Linked DNA regions of Triticum aestivum: region 2 is linked to region 1. A link is a contact called in public Hi-C data. All regions are on one chromosome and are shown on one strand. Each heading gives the region's core, a stretch centred on a gene start, on an enhancer-like site or on the middle of the called end of the contact. The rest is flanking DNA. Distances are from core to core; before and after follow the strand shown. Region 1 holds the start of LOC123095819 (mitogen-activated protein kinase kinase kinase 1). Region 2 holds the start of LOC123095821.

Region 1 (6,233 bases), core at 2,507-5,006:
GGATCGAGAAGCCTGCGATATGCCGGATAAAAAAAGAGCCGACGCCGAAGATAACGTCGACGAACCGTCGGAACGAAATTTGGAAGATCGAGTTCAAGAGAAAGTTGTACCTCAGTGGTAGCGAGCGCGCGCAGCGTACCCCACGGTGGGCGCCAACTGTCGTGGAATTGTCACGGCAGATGTCCTTAGTGAGAGGACTTAGTCGTGAGGCCAACGCATCTATGTGGTAGCTTGAGATGGGTTGAACGGGACGAGAGACGCGAGGCGGATCAACACACAAGACAAGGATTTAAACAGCTTCGGGCCCCGGAAAACATCATCCGGTAATAGCCCTACATGTTGTTTGTGGCTAGGTCTCATTATGCTCATGAGGGAGTCGCCGTAAACCGGCTCTCCTCTAGTTGTGTCTAGCCTTAACGATTATTTCCTGTCCCTCTTGGGGTGCTCTGCCCCTCCTTATATATGTTGAAGGGGCGGATTACATGACTAGTCCTAGTAGGATTAGGATTAATCTATTACAAGTGGAGTCCTAGTCTTGCTTCCTTTGTAGGAGAATATTCTTTATGCCTTTCCTCTTAAGCCGGCCCACCATCATACGAACCGGCATGCTGGGCCTTGGGCCTTGTTGTCCGTCTGACCCGCCCGCCGGGTTACTAATGAATCGTCAAGATCGGGCGGGTTTCCCGTGAGTCGCCAAGCTCCGGGCGGGTCACCAGTGAGTCGCCAAGATCCAGCCGGGGCATACATCCAGCCGGGTTACACCGCGGGGTATATCCCCGACACTACCCGAAAACAATGGGCATGGACAAGACTTGGAGAGATTTTGTACCCACGAGTAATGGGTATTCATACCCGCAAAATATATGAATAGGGTATGGGTATGAAATTTTGCCCATGGGTAACTCAATGGATACCCAGAAATTTTTTATTAATGGAAATAACTCCTATGGCATGTAGGATCAACACCCAACTCCTGTGGCCCACCCTAAATCTCGTATTCCTTATACCGGCCATGACTCATAGGCATGTAATTACCTGGCCACCACTCCTCCTACATCCTATGTGACTCCTCGAAAAGATTAAATCTCGACTCCTCGCTACCAGACTCTTGTCCAACTCTCGATCCAGCAACCCCCCATTCCCACCACTGCCTCCCACCGCGTTGGGCTTCCACCAACCATTGATAATACTGCCTGGATACCTCCAAGAGGCCACCCATTGGAGGAGCTCGCGTTAGTGCTATACTGCTCGCCCATCATCACTTGAATTTTAAACTCATTTTCTACATGTTAAAAATTTAAATGTTATATATTGAAGTCACCGGATACCCATTGGGTATAGGATACCCGATGGGTATGTGTGTGGGTACCAATTTACGCCCATGGGTATTGAAGTGGGTGGGTATAGAAATTTTCTATGGGTATGGGTTTGGGCAGAAGGAGGTTGTACCTGCCCATAGCCTACCCTTTGTCACCCCTACTGCTCCAGGAGGGGGGGATCCCAAGGCCCTGTTTGTTTCGGCTTTAATGCGTTGTTCTGGATTTACTTATCTCACAAAGCTGATTCGCAGTACCATTTTTGTCGCTGAAGCATGCTAGGACATGCTTTAGAAAATAAAATCCCCAAAATGGAATGAATCGAATTCGAACTTTGCCACTGAAGCTGATTCAAAATAGTCGTTTGTTTCAGTTTCAGATTTTTCAAAGCTGAATTTGGTTCCTAAAGCCGACACAAACATAACCCAAGTATGCAAGATGATCCAATCACATCATCTAGGAGAAAGCCTGACATGAGGCGAGGGACGGAGAGTCCACCGTTTTTGGCTGGACGTTTAGTCTAGCCTGAGAGCCTGTATAGAGGGATTCCCGGCTCTCTTCGCCATATGCAGTGCTCCGGATGTGCGTGTCATGAACATTATAAAAAATCCTATCGAATATCCCATTGCATATGTCATTCAGGATGGACGAGACAAACGCATGACGTGCCCTCTTGGCAATAGTTCCCGGATCCATCTCCGAGGTGTCGCGAAGTCTATATCTTGATCGCTCGCCACACTAGGAATATTTTCCTGATGGTCGTTGCACCAAAGGTTGGTCTTCAATCCGGGCCTCCGTGGATGGAGGAAGCCGCGAAATCCCGAGCCCCCCCTAATTTTTTTTAAAGAAGGTTGAAACCTCTGGCTTTTGCATCATCGTGATGCACGCAACCATCATGCCCCTCTAAATGTTAGAAAATTTCTTTGGCGGCTTCTTTTGGGTAGTTTGTCTCCGAGTACGAAAGCGAGGAAGTGTAACGGGTCGGGCAATGGTATGCGCCCGTTGTGTGCACACATATTCTTTTGCCATATGATAGCCCAATTATTATGGAGGTGCATTAGGGAAGCCTTTAGAGTGCATTTGGCGCCCCACGGATTCTTCCGAGTTCACTGTGATCCTTTGCGACGCTCTCTTGTAGGAGGAGGAGCCTCCTATGGTTTGCTTTCGCCGCAGTCTCCTGTGGTACACCAGGCACCAAATTGCTTTGACTTTGATCAAATTAAAGTTCACCATGTTAAGTTTAGGGGATCTGTTAGAAACGGCAAAAAATCATTGAAGTATATATACTCCACTAAGGGTTTTACTCTGTTAACTTATAGAGAATCGGCTAGAGATGCCCTTAAGTGCATTTGGTGCCTCAGGAATTCTTTCGAGTTCACTGTGATCCTCTGCGACGCTTTCTTGTAGGACCGTAGGAGGCTCCTCCTCCTACGGTTTGCTTTCGCCGCAATCTCCTACGGTACACCAAGTAGGACAACTTGTTCAGTTCAATGCAAGCAGGAATAACTCGCCACGTGGTGGCGCGATGCTGCTTAGCCGCCAGGACCAGAAGAAGCCGACCGTTCGGGAAAAAAAAAGGAAAATAACAAAAACAACCCCGAGCTGTACGTACGTATGCAGGCAGCACGCCCGTGACCATCGCGGCATCCCGCCATCCAGCCGCGTCATCCACACTCGGCGCTCCCACTTCCACTTCCACTTCCACGGGTCGCCGTCGAGCTGGAAGCACATGAGCCACACGCACACGTAGACACGGCCGGACGCCGCCGGAGAAAGTTAGTAAAGCTCAGCCGATCTGTCTCACGCGGGAGGCCAGCGCTAAAGCTGCTAATCAAACCAATCCACCCGAATGGCGCAACATTCTTCTTCCAGACAGAAATAATCTCACACCGTTTCTCCATCCAGCAATCAACATTTCCGATCGAGGAGTGCTCGTCAAGTAGAAGTAGTTGTCAAGACTGAGACTGTAAAAGCAGCACGATTTTTTTCTTTCTCTAAGAAAGGTGGCAACGTCCATCGAGATTCGCCTTTTGTGTTTTGGTTTGCAACTTGTACTACTACAAATGACCACCACTTGCTTGCAATTACTGTACCATAGTCCCCAGATGCCCGACCCAGATGGCCTTGAATTCTGTATTTCTGTTGCCTGCGCCGCCGGCCACCGCCGTGCGCCGCGCGCGCGCCACTGCCGTTGACAGCCGGTGGACGGACCGGCGACGGCGCGCTTTCACACCACTGGGCACTGGCCGCACGTCCACGCCAACGTTTTCACCGCTCGCGTCTCCCGCTGACTGGTGGGACCCACCCGTAAGCCGCATCGACCCCGTCCGCCCGTCCTTGTAACCGCGGGCCAATCCACCGCCGGTCGTCGCAGTCAACCCGCGTCCAGCCACCCCGACGTCCCCTTCCCCAAAGAGACCACGGCAGGCCCGACGTCCCGACCTCGACGCGACTGCCCGCGGGCCCCTCGACGGCGCAGGCCCACCTGGCATTGAACCCGCGGGACCGGCCGCGTCGGAAATTATTTACCCACCGCGCGCCAGCGAGCGCGCACGCCACCTCCTCCTCCCCCGCAAGCAGCCGCAAGCCGCCGAGGCCGACGGCGACGGGAGCCCCCCAATCCCCAAATCCTGCGGCGCGGGGCCTCAAATTCGGCGCCGCGCAGCAGCCTCGGTCCGGCATATGGATCCAGATGTTCTCGTGGGCCCGTAGCAAGTAGTCCTCGCCCGCCTCCTCCTCCGGCCGCCGCGGCGTCGGCGGGGACGCCGCCGCCATGGACTCCGGCAGCAGCCGCCGCAGCGGCGGCGGGGGGAGCGGCCGCGGCAGCGGGAGTGGGAGTGGGAGCGGGAGCGGGAGCCGCGGACGCAGCCCGCGGCTGGAGCGGCGCAACGCGGCGAAGCACATCGACTACGAGGCGGGGGCGGCGGCGGCGGCGGCGGCGACGACGTCCGTGTCCGCCTCGTGGTCGACCTCGTCGTCGGAGCGCTCGCCGGGGACGCGGCCGACGCGCTCGCTCGACCTCGTGGCCAGGGGCGGCGGCGCGGACTTCCGCATCAACGGCAGCGCGGAGGGGGAGGTCGACGAGCTCTGCCGCAGCCTGGGGCTGTCGGGCCCGGAGGACTTCGCCATCCCCGTCGCCGCCTGGGAGGCCCGCAAGGCGCGCTCCAGCTCCGACCTCCTCGCCCGCCCCCGCCCGGACCCGGACTCGTCGGCTCCTCCCGTGGACGAGCCCGCCCCCGTCGTCCGCACCGTCTCCGCCCCCGAGGCCCCGTGGCCCGCGCCTCACTCCTTCCCCGACCCCATTCCCGAGGAGTCCATCCACTCCTCCGCATCCACCGCCACTGCCACTGACTCGGTGGAGGAACCCATCATCGCGCCGCCGGAGGAATCCCCCAAAGCTACCCGTGTGGTTGCTGTTGCGGCGCCCATCGTGGCCTTGTCACTTCTCTCGCCGAGAAGGGGCGGCGGTGAGGTCGGGATCCGGGGCGTCCGGCCGCCAGTGCTCTCCCCGCCTCCACCGATCACGGGGCTCGCACCGCCTCCGGCGAGGCAGTCGTCTGTGGCTGAGATCATGAGCGGATCGGCCTGGGACATTGTGAACTCGTTCGCTCCCACGGAGGAGAATAGTGAACTGAGAATGGCCTATGGACATGTTGAAACATCTCGCATGTCAGACACAGAGGAGGATAATCCTGAGGAGAACGATGAAGGATTGACAGGGCTTGAGGGGGAGCTTAAAGGGTGGAGGGTAGGGGAGACCTTTGAAGGGTTCACCGGGACATCCTCATTGTCGACAACAAATGATGATGATGCATCTAGCACGAATACAGAGGCCGTGTTCGTCATCTCGCCGAATGGCAAGTTCAAGCGGAACATCAAGTCATGGATGCGTGGTGCACTTCTGGGAAGTGGCTCATTCGGGATGGTGTACGAGGGGATCAGTGAGTAAGTAGCAATGTTATTATTGGCATTTTATTGTTCATTCATGCACCTTATATGTTTTTAACTTCTATAAACGGTCCAAGGAGGTACTGGGCTCTTCTGTCTAATTTAGGCATAACTTGAAAGTAAACCTGTTATTCACCTTGTGTTATGGTTAGTTTATCTACAGATAAGCTCAGTTAGTCCAAACAGCCGCATTGTGCCGTCGTCCGCCCCTATAACAGGGGCAGCACCACACCATTTAGCATGTACTAGAGTTTACAAGTACACATCACTATATCATTCTACAGATAGGTTATCAAACATCTATTTGGGCAAGTATGTGTGTGTTAGTTTGGGGTGGAGGTGCTCAGAACAGATCTGATACACACTGGTCGCTGAATTTCGTAAAAAAAATCCTCACACACTTGAACATGGTGTATTTAGAATATAGTATGGAATGCACTTAACTTTGGCCCTTCAAAACTTATTATGTACACACCTTGCTATATTCTGCGGGTAGGAACAGTGAGTTGTGCAATCAAGCCCATTTCTTTAATTTAGGGCAACCAGGCGAGGCAGCAGATCACTGCAGTCTGGATGTGTTACCGCCATCTGCCGTAGTAACATGTCTGGTACAACAAATGTTGATTTGCTGATGGCATGCTTCTGTACATGTTCTGACCATGATTATTCATATGTCATAAAGCTCACAATAATCTGCACAGACTGGGATCTAGTAGAGTGATTACTGATTGCTTTATGCCTTTATCTGAGGAGTGACCAAGTGTACTTGTTTCAGCTGTACCATTTGATAAACATTTAATATATTTCAATGCTGTCTGTTATCAAATATTTCTGCAGTGAAGGTGCGTTCTTTGCTGTTAAGGAAGTATCTTTGCTTGACCAAGGAAGCAATGCACAGCAATCTATTCTTTCACTTGAACAGGTTAACTATTGCTCTTGATTTGTCTCAGAGTACATCTTCTAAAGCTA
Region 2 (6,233 bases), core at 1,416-3,915, 130 kb before region 1:
AATATTGACAAAGTCAACACCTGCGTCTTGCTATCGGTTGATATCGTCTACCACTGAAAAAAAAAATCCTGCCATGGGGAGACACAAAGGAAGCCAAACCTGAGGCTTGATCCTTGTAAGCAAAGGGCTATCAAAGATGCTTCCACTAACCATCCAGGCACTAACTTGGTTACCTAAAGTTGCCGCTAGTAAAGCTTAGGTGGTTTCCTGGTAGGAAACAAAGGTAGCCTTTTAGCACTAACAAACTATGTTAACTAGTCATTAATATACTGCTTTAAAATAGTTTCATGCATTGATTCTGACTCACACTAATTATGTACTACTAGGTAAGAGGTTGTATAGACAGTGTAACAATATTCTGCCATATTCCTTGCATTTTATAATCTTGATGTTTCTTATTCTGAGCAAAACCACCTTGTTGATGCCATTCCTCGTGCAGCTTCTACTGAATCTATGAAGCCAGCAAACTTCAACAATGCAAAATTACTTAAGATAGATTATTGAATCAATCAAAGCAGTTGTTTTATGTGGAAATGCAATATGAAATGCGGTGCCTTTCTAAGCATAGGTACTATAACACCGGTATACTTCGGACAGCATATGATGCACCAGCAACCAACTACCCATTTTTGACTTATTTACCCAAAACATCAGCAAAAGAAAGATGTAAGAGCATCCAGACCCCAAAACATGTTATATTTCAGCAAAAGAACAATGAAAATTGTTTATAACGCAAAACAAGTTATGATACTCAGACATCGACAGTTTAAGCGATTCTAGTCCATTTTCATGTGACATTTGAACATATAACATGGATTCTGGTTCAGGTAATTGCTTTGTTCCAGACATAACTGAGCCAAAATATAAGATCACTGCATGCGTTGATATTTACCTTTACAGTAATATAAGATGCTGGGATGAGTCCAATTAGTGTTGCAGCAAAGAAAATATGGAAAGGTATGTCGACAATGGGTGACGCCATATTTATGAATGTATTGGGCAGGGTTGGTGTTATTCTCAGAAAAAGCATGTAGTTCAACAGCTTGTCTTTCCTCTTTGCAATCTGCAAGATAATCAAAAGTATTAGTTATATGAAATAAAGAACAGGAAAGCTCTCATCAGTTGGGGCAAAGATCTCAAGAAAAAGATTGCCAGTGGAGATACAGTAAGCAGTTTGTTATTAAAAGCAGAAGATTACCTCTGACTGGAAATATCTCAGTCTTTCAGGCCACAACCAGCAAACCAAAGGTCTGCCAATCAACTTGGAGAGAAAATAGCAAGATGATGCCCCAGCTGTGGCAGTGAAGACGACCAAAATGCCCCCTTTAATCACCCCAAAAAGCGCTCCAGCAAGTAAAGACATAAATATTGTCCCTGGGATCATAAATGTTTGCATGAAGATGTATATGGAGCAATACCCCAGCACAAAATTTGCCTGATGCTCACTTGCATACACAGCAAGGTTGTCCCTGCAAGTTTCAGAAAGGAATGTCAGTATACGAATTCAGTATTCTAAAATGTATTCACTGTTATCATAACACATAAATAATGCATACATAAAATTGCTACAAAATCATAAAAGGAAGGGCTCATGTATTTAGTACTGCCTGTAAAAAACAATCATGAAGTGTATCTTAATGATTCGATCCTGATAATGCTATGAGTAAAGAAAACCCTTCATATGCATTCGGCTTGTTTGCAGAAGAATACTACCAGTAGTACTTAGAAACATAAGTGAATGCACTAGAATATGGTGAGTAAGTACAATGGGGATCCATCGGCGCATTCTAGTGTCTGGAATCAAGCAAACCAACAATACAGTGAAGTTCAGAATATTGTTTCGCACGGAACTTGACAGCAACCAGGAAAAGAATATTCTCTTGTCGTCTCTTCGGATGAACTAATATTTCCTCTCTTCTACTGCGAAACTAGTACACACCTTGCTGTTTATTTCCTGATTGTCTCGTGCTTGCATCGAGTAGAGCATGGCTTCAGTCTGTTGTGATTAGAATGTGTGCACGAGCACAGCTTACCTACCGCGACAAATCAAAAATCCCAATCGAAACCGGAACTCACTAGATCAAATCGAAACCTCACTTCGCGTGTAGTAAGATTCAAACTACATTCCGCAGTCACGAAAATATCCGCGATCCAGAAGACACAGCGGGGCCGGCAAGCGTGGGAGGGGAAGAGTGAGCCCTACTTGAGGAGGCGCACGTCGGCGAGGCTGCGCGGGAGGCGGAGGATCTGGCCGAACTCGCGGCGGGGCGCGGCGAGGAAGATGCAGAAGATCCCGGCGACGAAGAGCGCGAGCACGGCGGCGGCCGCGAGCGCCTCGGTCCGCGTCAGCGTGGGGCGTGCCACGGCGGCCGAGGCCGCGGCGGACTCCGGCTTGCCCTTCTTGGCGGCCGGCGAGCCGTCCTGGCCGGCGCCGGCGCCGGCGCCCGCGGCCTCGATGTCGCGGCGCGCGAAGAGCATGGCGGCGGCGGCCGGCGTGGTGCGCGCGGGCGGGGCGGATCGTCGGCTGCTAGTGCTGCTGGGGCGAGGAGGCGGAGGCGGAGGCGGGGCGCCTCGGGGCCGGCCTCATGGGGGAGGAGGTTGGACGGCGACAAGCGGTGACGGTGCCGTGCGTTGTGTTCTGTGCCCTTTTTTTCCCCGCTCGGTTTTTCGCCGTCCTTGTGGTGGCCTGGGTTTGACTCGGGTAACCCACAAGTTACCAGGGCCGGGCCGGTGTCCGTGGTAGTAGGATATACTGTTGCCATCAAAGGCACCAACCGTGTCTGCCACGGGTGAGATATCACTTGGGGGCTTGCTACAAATCAGCCGGATGATTTCTTAGATCATCCGCCTGGCTAGCCGTCAGATCAGTGTGTTAGTGGCCGTTGGATGGAAGCAGCGAGCGTGGCAGCGTCAACGCAGCGGCATTGCACATCCTGCGAGCTCCAACGCAGTACTGGTAATGTCCGACGAACTCCATTGCAGCCCCGGTGGGCTTCAACGCAACACCGACGGCTCCGGCGAAGCTTCATTGCAACTCCAGCGAGCTCCATTGCAGCCTCGCCGGAACTCCAACGCAGCATCGACAGCTCCGGCGAAGCTCCATTGCAGCCCCCGCATAGCACCACCGGCAGCCAGTGATGAGCGTTGCACCGCAGCAACAATTACCCTGCACCGCCACGCCCCCATCCGGCTTGCACAACATCAAGAGCCGTCGACGAGTAGCTGCATCGCAGCGTCGACGGCCGCTGATGAGCATTGCATCGCAGCGCCAACAACCCCGTGCACCATGGCGCCCCCATCCGGCTTGCAACGCTGGGATTCACCAGTGAGTAGCTGCATCGCAAGCACGGGATCCGCCGGCGAGCAGCTGCATCGCAAGCACCGAGTTCCGCCGGCGAGCAGCGGCTTCTCCCCTGCGTGTTGCGTCGCCTCCATGGGGTTGCAGCACCGCGGCTGGTGGCGCGCGGGGCTTCGCCGCCCTTCAGTAAGCCGCGAGATGCAGCAGTTGGTGCGTCGTGGCTCCTCCTGGTTTGCCTCCATGGAGTTGTTGTTGTTGCATCGCCATGGGAGCATCTCTCTGACGAACAGAGATGGGGAAAGGGAAAAGGAGGGGTGGGGAATAACGTGTGGCGAAGAGAGAGAGAGCAAAAAGAGATAAGATCGCGGTTGGTGGAAAGCGGTGGATGGGCCCAGGGCACGTGTCAAGCAGCGCGCGAGGTTTATCTTTCTCTATTATCATCCGGTGGATTTCAAACATTTTCCTATCACTTGCCTAGGGTTGTACGTCTCAAAAAAAATACTTGCCTAGGGTTGTTGGGTTGGTCATCCGAAAACTACACAATGACCTTTGATTCCACAATATTCACCGGTATGGATTGATCTGAAAAACATGCACAACTAACACCACTACATTGCTTAAATTTGAACCACCATTGCTAGGAGGCTAGAGCATGTGGCCTGTGAGGCCAAAATTTTCAACAAAACTTAGCTTAGACGAATCTAAGATTGTTTTGCAGTGAAAACTGTCTGATACGAGAACTTTACCTTGGACACGTATATGCAGAACTAGGAGTGATAATGCACTTGGTTAAAAGGCGTATATGATATATTTGTCCCTATGATGACACTATTTAAGAACGGACCGAGATTAGTTTTTTCATGTATTTAGATTAGTGCCTAATGGTACCCAAACGTGGAAATAAAGAGGGTATGCACTCACAAAGTCGCCATCAGTATTGTTCTTGCAATGAAACAGCTCAAATCAAATGTGTCCTAAATGGATTTGAACAAAAGAGTTCAACATTAGTAAGTATATTGGTATTGAAATTTAGCAGGATCGTGTATTGCTATAGCATGTGCAAAAGGACGAGTTGATAACCGGGGTTTGCTAGTTTGATATAAAATATCCGAGTGTCATGGTTAGTCTGATTTACTTTTTCTACCAAGTAGTACCCTTTTCTGTTTTGTACTATCGTCCTACCCTCTTTTTAGGTTTTCACCTTGTGTCCATCGCAATATATGAGAATGTGTTTCTAACATCAACAATACATGAGTGAGGAACTTCTCTACCACACTAACACAACCAATCTATCAATTCAACATCCGGTTTCATGTATCGTTGTATATGGACATCTTAAGAAAAGCAAATTCATTTCCAGCTACTTTGTGAACTTGTCCACTTGGGGACCAACCCATGTTGATTCTTTTAAGTTTGTGGTGAGCACGTGAACTTAATTTATACACTATCTGCCTACTCAGGATAGTCCTCATATAAAACCATATACCTCCCATGAGTTCCCTTCCAACTTTTCTATCTAAGCTACACATTGGCATGCTACAAGATATTCGCTTGCCCAAATATTCATTCGAGCTCTAGTATCGTACGGGGGCAAATTTGAATAGAATGAAAAGCCATTGCACACTAGGTGCAATGGGCACATTTACTTGGAATCAGTGGCGTCGGGAAAATTGTAGAAGAATTCGTGATTTTCTTCACTGCATGTTGCCTTTATTTTCCATTTTCCTTGTATTGTGGATTGAGTTGCTTCTTTCGCCCATTAGCTAGCAAAGAGAGAACTCGCCGCAGAGGGTAATGCAGAGTTGTACATGTATATGGTTGTTGTGCTTGAGTGTGCCGTGCCTCTAAACCGTATTTGGGTTGAATTCCCTTTTATCATCGACACAAGTATATGCACTCGCAAGTTCACAAAGAAAGAAAATAAAAATAAACTAACTACTTCTTTCCTAATATAGAAATTACTTCTATGTCATAAGCAATTAGTTAAGCAAAGATCAACATGTGCGTTCCTCGTCAATAACATTTGTACGTTTTGCCACTAGCGTGAACCAAAATTCACGCTCTTGAACATATACTCACCTTCTAATCAAATTTTGGGAGTTACACAAAGTTGGGCATCGATCTAAGGTAAGATTATTTTATAGTAGTATATACTACTATATAACCACCTTTCCGAGATCGGCCATATGAGGCTAATTCCTAGTTTTTAATATAATTTTTAAAATTGGGTGTATATTCATATCATATTGCTTAAAGGTTGCAGTCATGGGCAACATGGATCAATATGCAGATTGGCATTATGTCATAGAACACACCACCATGCTATTCTCTTTGTCCCAAACTGAGGCGGCTCCAAAACCATTATATCTTAACTTCCTCAACAAAATTTGTTGTCGTCATAATCTGATACAAACTTAACTATTGCATATCTCCACTGACACCAATAACCCAAAGTTATCAACCTATATGGATGTTATGTCTTGTACTACATGATGAAGTTGTAAAAGTGGAAAACTGAATGAGCAAGTGTTACATTACATCCACTTCTTTTATTTCAAGTACTCTAAGCTACTTTACAACTAACTTTTTTGCTGACTCTCTCTCTCTATATGTGGTATAATTGATCATCATCCAGTTGCCCTTCGGGCATTCAAAGGCAACTCATCTTATTCTTGGTGGGCAACATTATTAGTGAAAAGGCAGATATCATAACACAAAGTAGGTCATGGCTTTGGCACATGTGGTTGACAACGTCATGTGGTAGACTGCGCGAAATGTGAATGTGTGTGAAGACTATGTGATGTATTATGTGTGGATTACTCATGTTTCCCGTGGCTTGTGTTGTTTTCATATCGACTTTTGATGACTATGCAGCATGCACATGTGAGGAATGTGTGTCGATAATGACTTAATGAGATGGACGATCTGCATGTAG

Evidence for each region. Hi-C and Micro-C count contacts between places; a contact is called where the count stands out from the background.
Region 2: a contact with region 1 is called in a Hi-C map of leaf, with 5 times the contacts expected there. The contact joins the promoter of LOC123095821 here to the promoter of LOC123095819 in region 1. A contact is called at or near these places in 3 of 5 Hi-C or Micro-C datasets (leaf and an unstated tissue) and 1 of 1 datasets of contacts at active chromatin or transcription factors (leaf).

What each region holds. Positions count from the first base shown.
Region 1 is chr4D:17,074,055-17,080,287 of IWGSC CS RefSeq v2.1, reverse strand. It overlaps LOC123095819 (mitogen-activated protein kinase kinase kinase 1), which reads left to right and starts at 3,756. Exons shown (of 9, transcript XM_044517385.1): 1 at 3,756-5,261; 2 at 6,102-6,186. The coding sequence starts at 4,090.
Region 2 is chr4D:17,204,547-17,210,779 of IWGSC CS RefSeq v2.1, reverse strand. It overlaps LOC123095821, which reads right to left and starts at 2,665. Exons shown (of 4, transcript XM_044517388.1): 1 at 2,204-2,665; 2 at 1,199-1,469; 3 at 893-1,063. The coding sequence starts at 2,478.